2 separate regions of the Sus scrofa genome follow, and region 2 is linked to region 1. Evidence: chromatin contacts called from public Hi-C data. All regions are on one chromosome and are shown on one strand. The core of a region is the stretch at or near the end of the contact, and the rest is flanking DNA. Distances in the headings are between cores, read along the strand shown.

What was found. A called contact is a pair of places that touch in the nucleus more often than the background predicts.
Region 2: a contact with region 1 is called in a Hi-C map of epiblast stem cells, with 1.4 times the contacts expected there. The contact joins the promoter of HOXD1 here to the promoter of LOC110257186 in region 1. A contact is called at or near these places in 8 of 47 Hi-C or Micro-C datasets (embryonic fibroblasts, epiblast stem cells, fetal skeletal muscle and 3 more) and 1 of 2 datasets of contacts at active chromatin or transcription factors (skeletal muscle).

The regions. Positions count from the first base shown.
Region 1 is chr15:81,938,723-81,943,478 of Sscrofa11.1, forward strand. LOC110257186 reads right to left here and starts at 2,661. Exons shown (of 2, transcript XM_021076352.1): 1 at 1-2,661.
Region 2 is chr15:81,985,003-81,989,758 of Sscrofa11.1, forward strand. HOXD1 (homeobox protein Hox-D1) reads left to right here and starts at 2,616. Exons shown (of 2, transcript XM_001925017.5): 1 at 2,616-3,614; 2 at 3,936-4,756. The coding sequence starts at 2,966. The coding sequence ends at 4,270.

The DNA.
Region 1 (4,756 bases), core at 1,411-3,910:
GTTGGGGGTTGCTAAAGGCACTTAGAGTACAGAGCAGTGTTTTGCGGTTTGTCTGTGGTCAGGTATCTGGGAGGCTAACAGGTGCTTTTCGAGGGTGGGAGCTTGGGGTGGGGGGTGGGGTGAATTCCGTGTATTCGGGATGTGCTTGGTTTGTTAACCTAGACTTTGATGAGTGATGCTTATTTCTAAGGTTTATGGTTTATTGGGCCTTGTGTATAAGATGGAATTTTAAGTATTAACTGTTTCTCTAGTCCTTAGACAGTTTTTGTAACAACGCAAGAAAGGTTCCTCACACATGTAATAATCTATCAAATGAATTTGGATTATTCTGTGCCATAAGGTGAATGCATAAGGTATTCTGTGCCATAAGGTGAATACATTTGGGGAGGTAACAGTATCAGAACACCTGGTGCAGGTCTTGGGAAAAAAACCAATAGACATCTCAGAAATTCAAAGCATGTTTAAGTTAAAACATTGCCTGTGTTTATTTGCTAGAGTAGGAAAAAAGTAGATATTTTGCTCTCTAAATGTACTGTCATGGTGTAGGTCATTGTTGTTTTGCTTAGAAACGAATATTATATGGCAACATTTTCAACTCTACTTCAAAATCACTGAACCAAAATATCTATGAGTCAAAAGAAAATTATTTGGAGGAAAAATGCAATTTTCTCCCACGGACTTTGAATGGCACTTGAGGATGCAGTTCTCAAATCCCATTGCCTTTTCCCTCATGGACACATTGTGAAAGAGTAAAACCTTTGGACAATCTGCCGCATTGCGCATGGGGTTGACCTACACATGGCAGAGTATCATTTTTCAAGCACCCAGCGGAAAACTCTAATTTAATGTTCTCCCCAATATTCCAGTGTAACAATGTTGGCCACAAAAGGATTTCTGAACAATAAACGACATCTTTATAGAAAGGCATTTTTAGTAATTCATGATGGAATGATGCTCATTTCAAAATGGAGGGCTAGGAGATTTGTGGCCCATTGACTTCTGCGGAATTGTCGTGGATCACTACGATCCTCCACAAATAAGAAACAATGATTTTTACATTTGGAATGTCTGTATTTTGTAACGATTCCTCTACTAAGGTACTGCTGAGATCATTCTTTCATATTGGCATAGAGCATTACCTACTGAAAAGCAGGCCCCTGGTGGGGGGGCTCCCAAGGCCCTCCCCTGGCAGTTCCAGAGCCTAAGGAGCACCTAAGTTGGCTGGAACCACGATGGGGATGGGGATGAGTTGTGGCCGTGATTACCAAGCTCTTGTGTTCAGAGCTTCAGTAGCCCTTCCCTGAATTTGGTGACTGAGCACGCCCAAGTGACTAGGAACCTGAGCAGGCTGCAGGTCTGATTATGCTGCAGAGGATGATGTCATGGGCAGATATGGAGGACTAAGGAGCTCTTTGTAAGTCCCTGTGGTAGCGTTAAGAGCTTACTGGAACTAAATGGTCACTTGCATCGAAGGGAGTAAATAATCTGCAAATCACATTTGAACTCAGGCCACTTAGACTACTGAGGAGACTAGTTAACACTTTTGCCACTGCCAGAAATGCTCCCACTGTCCCTGTTAACCTAATCTTTTTAAAAGTAAACGAAATAAAAAAAATACTCGGACCCTAAGAGGCCACAAGCCAGGGAGTGTAACTCCCAGCGTCCTTGGCCAAACTTCTATCCGTTTATAGATCAGGGAGCCGATGGCATGTCAGGGTCTTAGAATCTAAGGTCAGGCAGTGAGCTGGGCTTGCGGTCTCCGAGGACCAGGAAAAAGAACGAAGCTCCTTGTTATAAATATGGCCAAGCACCAGGACTGAAAAACCAAACCTATTTTCCTGTTAGATGCTCCTCCAAATAAATGTATTTCGCCAGAATTCTGCTTTCCGAGCTCGAGAAGCAAGAGAAATCGGAACAAAGACAGTATTTCACTCTGGGCTGGCAGGCAGCTGTTAGAGGTATTTACGGCCTTGCCGCAGTGCGGCCGCCGGGCAGGGCACGCGGGGGCACCGGAAGCTGGGGAGAAGACACCAAGAACTCGGAATTCCGATTTAAGTCCAATTTAGGGTCACTTTTCCGGAATTGCTGTGAATAGATACCCTCTTTCTAGGAACTGGTTCCTTAGACTTCGTAGTTGTACAGAATGAGGGAGAAGTTGAGCTCTCTGAACGTAGGGTGGTTCCTCCCTCCCGTTCCCCTTGATGAAAGACTTGGGAGAAGCCGTGTACTAAATGTGAAATTGCTGATCCAAACGACAACCTTCAGAGGGTTCACTGGCAACATGGCGATTTTGTTGATTCGGAGGAACAGCGCTTGCAAATCAGAAGGCATCTTGAGGCTTTTGACATAGGTTTTCCTGAAAAAGAAAAGTATGTTTCCTGCCTCTCTAAGGTGGGGCATGCAAGGTCCTCTGCAAGTACCTGCTAAAGTAGCGCGCGATGACGCACACCGCCCAGCGCTGCGCACACCTCCCACACAGTTCAGGGCCCCCGAAACGCCTGCCTCGCGCGGTCGCCCGGCGTCAGGCGCATGTGCAATGAAATAGTCCAGCCTGAAGATCCAACCAGCAAAGTACGAGAAGGGGGAGGGGGCGAGTGGACTCGGAGTAGGAAGATATAACCTGATCTCTCCACTCCTCCCTCCCTCTGGATTCGCTACTCATCTTTCCTTTATTCCAACCTTCAGTCTAAATATAGCCAAACATCTTGCCCTTGACTACGTTATTTTCAATCGTCTTGACTCACCACCCCACCCCAATTGAAATCTGTACTTTAGAAACAGGCTGCAAATAAGAGCTAGTGGCCAAAAGAAAACCAAATCTTTCAAGGTGTTAAACACACACATACATTTTTAACACCTTAAAAGAAGACCTTATATGTGACCCTCGGGGGCGTATAGATTTTTTCAGCCTGGTGCTTAGGCTTTGGGAAAAGGCCTTTCCTCTTGGAGCCTGTTCAGACCGCCAAACTTCAGGCCGATCCTTCAGCCAGACCACTCCCGGATCTTGTTACGCCAGCGCAGCACGTTTGAGGGCTCCGTGGGGGCCAGCGGCTCAGCGGAGCGGTCAAACAAATAAAAAAATAAACAGACAAACTGGAAGGCTTTTCCGCCTGGGCTCGCCTAATTAAGAGGGGGGGATGCACGCTCCTGGGCAGAGAGCCCGTTGTCGATGCTGGGGGGCTGGGGTGGGAGGCGGCCTCAGGGTCCTCTCGCCTCCTTCTGGCCACCCCAGGGGACCCTAGAGAATCAGCTCACAGCCTCTGGCGCGGGAAGACCTCCGCCGGCGCGAAGAAGCCGGCCCTCGGGTTTCCGGGGCTGGCACAGTCCCCCTGCTCGGCTGTCTGGCGCCTTGTCCAGGAGGAGGCGCTGTAGGACAAGCGTCTTGGCTGCGGAGGCGAGGGAGATGCCCCGGCCGCGAGCGGACCGGGTGGGGTGGGGGGAGGGAAGGACACGTGACCCCGCCCCTCTCTCTCCCCGCCCTCCATCTCCGCTCGCAAAGTGTTTTCCGCCTCTGAGGAGAGTTGGCGCTGGCGACGCTGCGCCCACCCCCAGGACAGGCTTCGCGAGACGCGCAGCAGAAGGAGCCCCGAGGCCTGGGAGTCTGAAGGCAGGTACCGGGGTGGCGGTCCACCTCACTTCCTCCGCCTTCCTGGAGGGGGCGCGATTTCCGCGCTCTAGGCTTCGAAGCGCAGGAAAAGAGCTAGGGTCCGGTGGTGGGGCAAGCTGCGCACAATCCGCGGGGTCCCAACCAGTCCCCTATTGTTGGGCTACTGTGCTTGCCACTTTCCCTTCCCGCAATCCCTGCTACCTGGAACGGACACCCTTGAAGAGCATTCAGCACGTCCTCCCGTAAGCAGACGGGCCTTGTCCTGGCTTACCCAGGACAAGCCAGGGTGAATCCTGTTGCTCGTGCTGTTAAAGAACTCCGCAGGTGCTCATCTTTCCTCCTTTCCTCACCATCGACACACTCTTCTTTCACCGTTGGGCCCATTTCAGGCCTTTCGTGGGTTCCACGGGGGCATTTCCTGCATCAGTAGTGATACCCAGTTTCAACGACTGGCTCTGATCCAACTCCACTGTTCCTCATTGCCTCCTGGCAACACAGTCTTATGCCTCCTTCTTTACCTTAGGCCAGTGATTCTTAATGAAGGCCTGCATTCAAGTCTCTTGTTTATAATCCAGGTTCCTGGGCCTCACACTAGACTTACAGAATCAGAATGCAGTTTGTAAACATTCTCTACCATAGCAATTAGGATGTATACTTATGTTTGAGAATTACAAGTCAAGGGTGTCTCCTGCTTCTTCTATGGTTCCTTGGTCTCCGGCGCCAAGTTCTCTCTACCACTCAGCACCCCCCTCCCATAGTTCTGGGGGCTCCCTCTTCAATTAGGTTTTCTAATGTCATGACCCCATGGGGTGAGTAATTGCTTCCATATAGGGAAGGGGACATTGGTCCTTTGCTAACTTGGAGATTTTTTTTTCAAAGAGATGAGTAGGTTCTTGGTACAGTCTGCCTTTGTTCAAATCTTTACCTGCTGTGTGACCTTAGGCAAGGAGGGCAAACTCTCTGGGCTTGTTTCCTCATTTGGAAAGTAGAGATAATAAAAGTACCTTCAAGAGCTGTTGTGAGGATTTTTACTTACATAGCACTTCTGTATTCCCAGCACTATTCTAACTGCTTTACATACATTAACTCACTGATTAAGCACTTAAAATAGTTTTTGGCACAAGCCAAACATTCATTACCTGTTTTGAC
Region 2 (4,756 bases), core at 1,366-3,865, 46 kb after region 1:
TCATGGTTTGAGAATATATATATATATATATATATTTTTTTTTTTTTTTTACTCAGCCTAACCCTCCCCTAACAAAAGTTCTTACATAGTCGGTTCTTGGCAAATGTTTATTGAATCTGAGTCTGAGATGATCAGAGTCCTGACTTTCAGTCTGAACAAGAACCAGCTCAGGACTGGAGATGGCAACTCTAAGCTCCAAGGAGTAGAATATGCCAAAGGCTGGGAGATTGATTGGAGCAGAGAGAAGGGTGAACAGAATGTAGCTCCCTGTATACAATTATCAGGCAACTGTTAATGGGTCTGAACCAAGATTGAACACCCCACCTACACACTCAGCTACGGTTGTGAAAATAACACAATTAAAAATAAAAAAAATCTCATTCTCTTTCAGGACACTTTCTTCTCTCTGCAAAAGCTCAATCTCCAAAATTTTGCTTGGATAGATAGCGTGGGACAGCTCATGGGTACTTCGAAGTCAATGCTTAATGGCGACAGTAAGGACCCAGCCTTTGTTCCAAATGCTTAGCAGCAAAAACCGGGTCCTTGTTGCAATGAAGCTTGTCAAGGTGCACCTAGGCTGACTGTTTTCCCTGAAACCTCAGAGAAAAGGCCCTTAATGTGATAGGTTTTGGTCAGATTTGCCAGAAAATCAGGCTGAGTTTTCTGTCTGACATCTTTCTCTAGAAAAGTTTACAAGGCCACCCTTCTTTCGTGACCTCCTGGGGCCTCTGGATCTAGATGTTGCCATCAGATGAGTACGTTTGGAGAGCGAGTCTTATAGTTTTGAGACAGGAGTGTGAGAGCTGAGACATTATGCTGGGGCAATGAGTCTAGCCAGTGGGGGGGATGATGGGGCATTGTGAACTCAGGAGCATCTGACCTGCTGATACTTTTGCATTAAGGGCACAGAAGGAGGACAGTGAAGAAATGCATCCACATTTGGAGCCTGAGCTAGCTCTGCAGAGGTCTGTCATTTCCCAACCAAGGTGCTAGAGAAGAGCCTTTATTTTTCTCTTTTTCAAAACCATTTAAGACCTTTGTCATGTGACAAGCTACAGAAGATAACTGAAGTATCACTATCAAGTCTGAAGGGCTATTTTCAGCAGAGGATTTTATTTCCCAATTCAATCTAAGAACTTCCGCAGTGCAGGAACACCAGATCCCTTCAGCTTTGTGCTCACTCCTTTGTGCTGCCTCTACCTACCGCCTCCCCTCCTGGCTCAACCCTCCTCCATCTTGGCTCAACTTCAGCATCACCACTGGTAATACTTTTGGTGCAGCTTTGTTTATGCACAAGTTCACATCACTGTAAGGAACTGGCTCCCTGGACTGTGATGGCTCCTATTTTCCAGACTTCCTCAGAGTGGAAATTTAGGCAAGGGCTCAATCGCTCTTTCATGACAAGTGGATCAGTAAAACAATAATAAAACCTCGGTCATCATAACTCAGCGGCTGTAATAGATCAAGTTTTCAAGAGCACTTGAATAAGCTAAGAGTAGACTCTTTATTCACACAGAGTTTTAGGAAACCACCCTCTTTCTTTACTGCTGTGTGTAAATAACATTTATTGAATTTGTTATTTCTTTCTACAGCCCCAAAGAGGGAAACTTTTTTTTTTTAATGCTCAAGGAAGTTGCAAAGTCTGTCAATGTAAAGCTTGTCTTTGTAACCCTTCTACTGTTCATTTCCTGTGCCAACTGCATTTTTTATTTCCCGTCTCTCTACACTCAGTAAACAAAACCATATTATCAAGGGAAAGATGTGAGCCCATTAACATTGTGAGCCCTCAGATTTCACTCGCAAGAGACGACGCAGCACTTATCTGATGGAACAGAAGCTTTAATTGCTTCGAGGTACAAGCCCGTCCAAACCTCTGAGATCTGACTGGTCCCTGGGAAAGCTTTGCACCCTGGAGCCAAGCGCCTGGAGGAAGCGTGCGTAGCACGGGTGCGTGCGCCAGCCTCCCGGGGAGGAGCACAACAAGCATTCCACTCCTAGGACAGATTCTTTATTTTGACAACCCCTAGTCAGATGAAGAAATCTGCTAAACGTCTCACAAGGCAGAAACTTTATCTTCAGTTCAAATGGAAACCTGGCACTCCAACACTAGCCTTTATCACGCCGCCACAGATATAAGGAGTGGAAGAGACTGGAGGGAATGCTGCGAAGTAATGTGAAAATCCAGTCTAAAAGTGAAGGTTTTGTGCCGCCCCAGGTACACAGCACTTACAGAAGAAAAATTTGTCTCAAGAGTCGGAGAGAAGGGGGAAAAGGAGGGAAAATTAAACATATACTCAGGTTTAGGAGAGCGATCATATCAGTGCCAAGAAAACTGAAAGCGCATAGGGCTCAGAGAAAAGGGGAGAAACTTTACCTTCTCTGGAAGAGGGCTAGGAGCGACCCCCAAGGGCTGAGCGCCACGCACTCTTTTAACCCTTTCCACGTCATGGTGCCCACATCCGCAACCGAGGGACCAGCCACCCAAGATGCAGAAGAAAAGGCTCTCGAGCCCCCCCCCCCCCCCAGCCTCTCGTCCTCACTGGAGCGGTCAGTCCTGCGTTTCTGCCCCGCCCCGCCCCCAACCTGGTCCATACCTGTCCGGGGAGCAGGCATCCCACGTTCTCGTCCCGCCCTTTCTAGGTAGCTTGTGGGCCGTACGGCTCTCCTCCCGGCCTGGGTGCTCAGGGCGGCGGCCACCCGCGGGTTTGGCAAAGTTGGCAGCGGGGCAGGCGCGTGGAGCCGCGCGCCAGTCGGGACCGGCGCCGTGCGGGGACGGCGCCCATTGGCCGGCCAGCGCCACGTGGCCACCCTCGCCGCTATATTAAGCCACTATTTACCCCCGGTTCGCTTGCCATGGCTCGGCGAGGGCCGCTCGGCTAGTGAGCGAAGGCTGAGTGACGCAGACCACGGCAGTCCTGCCGGCCCCGAATCCCGGCCGGCGCGCTCAGGTGGGTGGGCTGGAGCCATGAGCTCCTACCTGGACTACATGTCGTGCGGCCGCGGCAGGGGCGGCGGCGGCGACGTGCTGAGCTTCGCTCCCAAGTTCTGCCGCGCCGACGCCCGGCCCGTGGTCTTGCAGCCCGCTTTACCCCTGGGCAGCGGCGACGGCGCCTTCGTCAGCTGTCTGCCCCTGGCCGCGGCCAGAGCGGCGCCCTCGCCCCCGACTGCCCCAGCGCAGCCTCCCGCGCCGGCTCCGGCCCCGCCCGCGTACGCGCCGTGCCCCCTGGAGGGGGCCTACGAGCCGGGCGCCGCACCTGCCGCGGCTGGGGGCACGGACTTTGGCCTTCCGGGGCCCGGGCCCGCGTACGACTTCCCGTGCGCTCTCGGGCGGCCGGCCGACGACGGCGGGGCGCACGTCCACTATGCCACCTCGGCCGTCTTCTCGGGCGGCGGCTCCTTCCTCCTCAGCGGCCAGGGGGATTACGTGGCCTTCGGCGAGCCCGGCCCCTTCCCCGCGTGTCTCAAAGAGCCGGCCGACGGCCACTCCGGGGCCTTCCAGACCGCGTCCCCAGCCCTCGGCGCCTACCCCACATCTGCGTCCCCGGCCTCTGGCCTCCCCGCCGCCTTCAGCACGTTCGAGTGGATGAAAGTGAAGAGGAACGCCCCGAAGAAAAGTAAGTACTTGGGCTCTCGACGGACAGGACGCGACTGGGGTTGGGGACGGAGGCTGCCCCGCGGAATTGCCCCGGGGGTGTTTTGCAGCTGTCCCTCTGGACCGCGGTTTGGGCGCGGTCCGAGGCAACACTAAAGTAGGAGAATTCCATTGAGCGTGCCCAGAGTGCCAGGCGTTGAGAAAATTGCAGGAAGGAGCGCTTCTCTCTTGGCTCAACTGAGACCCAGGAGGATCTCGCGCTGTGGCTTTGATTCTCATGTAGCCCAAGCCTCTCCCTAGTTGCGTCTCCGCGTCCTCTGACGCCCCTGTCTTTACGTTGCAGGCAAACTCGCCGAGTATGGAGCAGCCAGCCCCCCCAGCGCGATCCGCACGAATTTCAGCACCAAGCAACTGACAGAACTGGAGAAGGAGTTTCATTTCAATAAGTACTTAACTCGGGCCCGACGCATCGAGATAGCCAACTCATTGCAGCTGAATGATACCCAAGTCAAAATCTGGTTCCAGAACCGCAGGATGAAACAGAAGAAAAGGGAACGAGAAGGGCTTTTGCTGTCAGCCACCCCCGTGGCTTCCCTCCAACTTCCCCTCTCAGGAACGAGCCCCATCAAATCTGGCAAGAACCCGGGGAGCCCTTCTCAGGCCCACGAACCTTCATAAAGTTTAGTCATGAGGCCGAAGAACCATGGCCTGCAGAATTCATAGGCCACCCCACCACTACCTGGACTTATTAGCTCAGTTTGAGATGGTGGTGGGCATGGGCAGAAATAATAGAGGTTTCACTTGGGAGAACTATCTTAAGTGGCTTCTGAGTTCCAGGCTGTGGGTATACAGATGCTAATTTAAAGTCTCTAAAGTCACTTATTTGTGTCTTATCAGGGAAATGGTGCCCAGCCCTGCTGCTATGTTGTCTTAGTTGTATGCAATTCTCGGTGCAGAGTGGCAGAGCATTCCTTGCTGAGCTCTGCCAAGCCTCTGGTGTGCTCAGAAGAAGCATCTACTCAAAGTTTTATCTGGTTTTAATTTAAAAGACTAGGCGACATGTATTCAGCTTCTAGAGATGCCTAAAGCTAGTTATAGGTAGGGCCTCCCTAATGTAGCTAAGCTGCTTCAACAATGGTCTTCACATTTGCACTGCAGCCTTTT